Regions from separate parts of the Ovis aries genome. Here region 2 is linked to region 1. A link is a contact called in public Hi-C data. All regions are on one chromosome and are shown on one strand. The core of a region is the stretch at or near the end of the contact, and the rest is flanking DNA. Distances in the headings are between cores, read along the strand shown. Region 1 holds the start of WDR81 (WD repeat domain 81). Region 2 holds the start of OVCA2 (OVCA2 serine hydrolase domain containing).

Region 1 (2,840 bases), core at 36-2,535:
TGGGACCTAAGCAAATTACTTAGCTTCCTCATCCTAAAACGGATCTAAAACTATCCTCTTAAAAAGGGTTGTGGTGAGAATTTAAAGTATGCAAACTGCTTAGCAAGATGCCTGGCTCCTGATCAGTGCTCTGTAAGTGGTGGCTGTTAAGTTATTATCGCTCAAGGTCATGTGACCAAGCACATCAGCGGTTCTAGCTGCCTTTTTCAAGAAGGATACAGATGAAATCAAATTATGGCTGAGCCATCCCTGTTCCTCTCTAATTAGGACTTTATTTTTTTTCTTAAGTGCCTTTATGGAGCTCCCACACCTCCACACCAGACTCCTACATGAGGCAAACTCTCCTTCTAGGAGTGGGACTGGAAAAATAGATACTGATGTCTCGCTGAAGACAATGGCCTGTCAATCCCACAAATGAGTCAGAATCCAGACGTCTTGAAGGAGTCCTGTAATTCTGGCGCCAGCTCGCTGGTTTCTGCTCCCTGCCATGTTGCACCTTCCCCCCAGCCACCGTGGCATCTGCAAGGCTCTGACAACAGCAGGCAGGCTCTGTCACACAGCAGAGACAGATCTTCAACAGGAAGTCTTGGGGGAACATTTCCATCCTGGCTTTTCAGCCTTCAACTTCTCTCCCCAAGATTGCCCAGAATTTTTATTATTTAAAAAAAAAAAAAAAAAGCCTTTAAAGAGCTGTCAGTGGGGAGGACTCCAGAGCAGATCTGTGCCCCAGTTTGGTGAGTTTCCATGCTGCCATTTGGACAAGCCTCTTCAGAGGTTCTTGGTTTTTTACCTGTAAAATATGAACAATAATAACCGCCCTTCCTAAATCACTGAGTGTTGCCAGGGCCAAATGGAATGTTACCGCTGAAACTTTGGAAAATTAAAAGCTCTTTCTTTTGGAAGGCAGCTTGGAGGCGGTGAAGGGACTTAATGTGAAAAGTCCCAGCTCTGCTTCAGGTTTCTTATCGGTAAAACCAGAGCGAGGTGGTTGTGGCGGCGGCGGCGGCGGGGGTGATCACCTGAGGCTGCCCTCTCTAAGGGAAACCCTCCATAGGTCTGCGTCCCAGCGCTTGAAGGAAGAAGTAAGGAGGGAAAGGGAAGTCTCGTGGGCCGCTCATAGCCCCCACCCCTGCCCGATTCAGCCCGGGAGGAAGCGAAGCTGCCACCAGGCCTAGCAGGGTGCGGGGAAGGAGAGGCCGGCGGGCGGTGGCGCGGCCTAGAGGAGGCGGGGTTCCCGGGTTCAGTCGAGCCACGTGCGGTTGTTTCCGTACCGGGCGATCACGTGAGCAGCGTCAGCTGACCCGTCACGGTGGAGCCTGGCGGTGGAGCCTGGCGTTGGCGCCCCTCAGCCCCCGCCCGGCCGTGCCTGGAGCGCAGGACCCTGCGGAGGGGTAAGAGCTCCCCCGCGGCCCCCCTCTATCCCCGGCCCATCCCCGCCTCCTCCGCCCCAGCCCCAGTCCCTCGCCTACCCCTACCCATCTGGCATCCGGGAAGCCGAGGCGAGGGGGGCTGTGGCAGGGCTCAGCCCCGCGCTGCCCCCAGGCGGCCAAGAGGGGATGGCCCTGGGGAGCAGGGGGCGGGAAGTCGCGCTTACCGCCAAGGCGGAGGGCTGGTCACCGCCCCCGAGCCCCGACATGGAGGAGCTGCTCCGGAGCGTGGAGAAGGACCTGAGCATCGATGCCCGGCAGCTGGCTCCGGCCCCGGGGGGTGCACACGTGGTAGCTCTGGTGCCCGCGCGCTGGCTGGCCAGCCTCCGCGAGCGCAGGCTGCCCCCGGGACCCTGTCCGCGCGCCGAAGGCCTGAGCGAAGCGGAAGTCAGGACTCTCTTGCAACGCTCCGTGCAGAGGCTGCCTGCCGGCTGGACTAGAGTCGAGGTGCACGGGCTGCGGAAACGAAGGCTCTCCTACCCGCTGGGCGGCCTGGCTTTTGAGGAGGGATCCGGCACCCCGGAGACCCTCACTCGCTTCATGCAGGATGTGGCTGCCCAGAATTATCGCAACCTGTGGCGCCACGCGTATCACACTTACGGGCAGCCCTACAGTCATAGCCCTGCCCCCGCAGCTGTCCCTGCCCTGGATTCAGTGCGACAGGCTCTGCAGAGGGTCTATGGTTGCCCTTTCCTGCCACTGGGCGAAGCTGCGCAGTGCCCCTCATATGCCAGAGAAGGCCCCTGTGCCCCTCGGGGCTGCCCTGCCTCTCCCAGTCTTCTGAGAGCGGAGGCTCTGTTGGAGTCCCCGGAGATGCTCTACGTGGTGCACCCGTATGTGCAGTTCTCCCTGCACGATGTGGTCACCTTCAGCCCCGCCAAGCTGACCAACAGCCAAGCCAAGGTGCTCTTCATTCTCTTCCGTGTGCTGAGGGCCATGGATGCCTGTCACCAGCAGGGACTGGCCTGCGGGGCCCTGTCTTTGCACCACATTGCCGTGGATGAGAAACTTTGCAGCGAGCTCCGCCTGGACCTGAGTGCTTATGAGAGGCCCGAGGAGGCGGGGGATGAGGAGACCCAGGAAGCAAGAAATAGGGCAGGTGTCGAGCCTGGCGAGGAGGGAAGACGGGGACCTGGGTGTCCCACATGCCAGGAGGAGCTCAGGGGCCTTGTGTTAGACTGGGTCCACGGCCGCATCAGCAACTTCCACTACCTCATGCAACTGAATCGGTTGGCGGGTCGGCGGCAGGGGGACCCCAACTACCATCCGGTGCTGCCCTGGGTGGTCGACTTCACCGTGCCTCGTGGGCGCTTCCGAGACCTGCGCAAGTCCAAGTTCCGCCTCAACAAGGGGGATAAGCAGCTGGACTTCACATATGAGATGACCCGGCAGGCGTTTGTGGCAGGAGGCGCA
Region 2 (2,700 bases), core at 146-2,645, 240 kb after region 1:
GCTCACAGGCAATGGCTACATCATAGTTGTTCTGTGTGAGATGAGTTTGAGGGGTGGTTGGCAACTGCTTTGGACCAGGCGTTAAATTTTATCCTGGGGTCTGATGGCAAACATGCTGCCCAAGCCCTCTCTTCAGAAAGTTCATAGTCAGGGACTTCCTGGCCGTCCAGTGGTTGAGACTTCACTTTCCAGTGCTGGGGGGGCTGCAGGTTTCAATTCCCTCGTGGGGGAGCTAAGATCCCACATAAGATATGCAATATTGTAACAAATTCAATAAAAACCTTAAAAAAGCTCACAGTGGGGGAAACAAGAGAACAATGCTATTCTAAACAGCAGTGGGTTAGAGTCTTTACTTTCGAATTAATAGTAAGCTCCATTGAGTGTGTTGGGGACACAGTCATGTTCTTCAGCATGCTGCCAGGAACAGGAAGGCTACCCAACCCCACTCCCACCCCCTGCCCCTTGGATCTGACCTGATTTCCCTTCTTATAGGTGGGTGCAGGTGGCATGTCCACGCCTGTCCATCGACTGGGGTACAGCCTTCCCCAAGCCGCTGCTCACGCCCTATGAGGTAACACTAGGTTCTGAAAATCCCTGGGGGAGAACGGACTTTACCCTTAGTTCTGTCCTGGAAGGAGTCCTCAGTGGAGCAGCACTTAAGGTACAGCGGAGGCACTTCCTAGCTGTGTGGCCTTGCGCAAGTCCCTTCCTGCTCTCTGAGCCTCACATTTCCTTTCTATGCTATGGGTATAATAGGACCTTCGTAGGTCATTGTGAGGACCGAATTAAATAATCCTGCGTAGAAAAATGTTGGCAAATGTTACTGCCCAGATTTTCTCCCCCAGGCGGCGGTGGCCTTGAGGGACATTTCCTGGCAGCAGCCCTACCCTATGGACTTCTACGCCAGCAGCTCCTTAGGGCCGTGGACGGTGAACCACGGGCGGGATCGGCTGCTCCAGGTCCCAGGCCGGCCGGGCCTAGGGAAGGTAGGAAGAGACTCCAAGGAAGACCGAGGTGTCTGGGCGCGGCCGCCCAGGCGGCGCGAGCCGAGGCCGCCCCCCTGCGGCCGCTAAGGGAAATGCACGACAGCAGGGTGGGGAACGTCGCAGAAGCGGGACCGTGACCAAAGTCTGCCACCCCAGGTTCAGGGGGGGCCCGCGCGCCCCTCTCCAGCCGCGGCTTGCGAGGCTTGCAGCTGCAGAGGCGAGGAGGTGTCGGCGATCGCTCCCTGAGACGCTCCTGGTTCCCAGGTATCCGCCCTACCTCTGGATCTGCAGCACCCGCTTCCGTGTTGTCATGGCAACGTCCGCTTGCTCTGTGGCCCGCCTCCAGGGTGGTGGCTGTATTGGGTCCCCCACTTCGCGTTCAACTTCCGCTCGGGGAAAGGCTGCTTCCGGTTCCTCTGGCGCGCAGGCGCCATGCATGATGGCTGCGCAGCCGCTTCTGCGGATTTTGTGTCTGGCGGGTTTTCGGCAGAGCGAGCGGGGCTTCCGTGAGAAGACCGGAGCGCTGCGGAAGGCGCTGCGGGGCCGCGCAGAGCTCGTTTGCCTCAGCGGCCCGCACCCGGTCGTGGACGTAGCGGGGTCGGAGGGCGCCAGGCCAGACTCTGGTGAGAGGAGCCCTGCCCGGAAATGCGCCCAGAGTCTTCTGTCTTGCCTAGTCCGCGTAACACCTGCCTGCACACAGCCACCCTGTCCCTCCCCACATTCCTGTCATCCTCCCACTTCATTCTGCCCATACACGCCATCTCTGCCAACCTAGCCCCTTGCTCAAATTCCTGCCTGGCTCTCCCAGGCTTCTACCCATCTCCTCTTCAGGTCAGTCTGTTCCGCCTCATTTTCCCCAGACTTTCTACTCTGCTTCAACCACCTGTTTCCCTCATTCCCAAACCCTCCCTCACTCCCTTTCTTTCCCCCTGGATTTCCCCTTGCCTTAACTCTGTACTCTCCCCTTCATCGCTGTAGGACCCTGCCCTCTGGAGGAGCAGCCTCGAGGTTGGTGGTTTTCCGAACAGGAAGCAGACGTTTTCTTGGCCCTGGAAGAACCCACGGCGTGCAGAGGTCTGGAGGAAGCTCTGGGAACGGTGGCACAGGCACTGAACAAGCTGGGGCCTTTCGATGGGATCCTTGGTTTCAGCCAGGGGGCCGCGCTAGCAGCTCTTGTGTGTGCCCTTGGCCAAGGCGGTGATCCCCGCTTCCCTTTGCCCCGGTTTGTCATACTTGTATCTGGTTTCTGCCCGCGGGGCCTTGGCCTCATGGAACCCATCATGCAGGGCCCCTTGTCACTGCCTTCCCTCCATGTTTTTGGGGACACTGACGGCGTCATCCCCTCTCAGGAGAGTATGCAGCTATGTAGCCGATTCGATGGAGCCGTCACCCTTACCCACTCTGGTGGCCACTTCATTCCAGCAGCCGCACCCCAGCGCCAGGCCTACCTCAAGTTCTTGGACCAGTTTGCAAACTGAAAGCTCTGTAAAGGCCTTTGCCTTTGCATCCCCTTTCCACTCCACCACCACCCGCCACCCACCCGCGCCCCGAACCATGACCTTGATGCAACCTTTGTAATCCCTGCGTTTATTTTTCTACCTAGAAATCTCCCCTGCTATTTAGGGCACCTCACCATCTCCAATTAAGAGACAAATATCAGTACTTAAGACTCAAATCATATAAGCCTAGCTCTGCACTCCAAGAAAAAAAGCGA

Evidence for each region. Hi-C and Micro-C count contacts between places; a contact is called where the count stands out from the background.
Region 2: a Hi-C map of muscle shows a contact between it and region 1, with 7 times the contacts expected there. The contact joins the promoter of OVCA2 here to the promoter of WDR81 in region 1. A contact is called at or near these places in 5 of 16 Hi-C or Micro-C datasets (hypothalamus, liver, muscle and 2 more).

The regions. Positions count from the first base shown.
Region 1 is chr11:22,709,941-22,712,780 of ARS-UI_Ramb_v3.0, forward strand. WDR81 (WD repeat domain 81) reads left to right here and starts at 1,286. Exons shown (of 10, transcript XM_027975144.3): 1 at 1,286-2,840. The coding sequence starts at 1,557. It overlaps LOC121820574 (a long non-coding RNA gene), which reads right to left and starts at 1,817. Exons shown (of 2, transcript XR_006061133.2): 1 at 1,595-1,817; 2 at 1-790.
Region 2 is chr11:22,953,668-22,956,367 of ARS-UI_Ramb_v3.0, forward strand. It overlaps OVCA2 (OVCA2 serine hydrolase domain containing), which reads left to right and starts at 1,396. Exons shown (of 2, transcript XM_027975141.2): 1 at 1,396-1,609; 2 at 1,965-2,700. The coding sequence starts at 1,423. The coding sequence ends at 2,464. DPH1 (diphthamide biosynthesis 1) reads left to right here. Exons shown (of 13, transcript XM_042255496.1): 10 at 493-661; 11 at 846-986; 12 at 1,143-1,250; 13 at 1,965-2,060. The coding sequence ends at 1,232.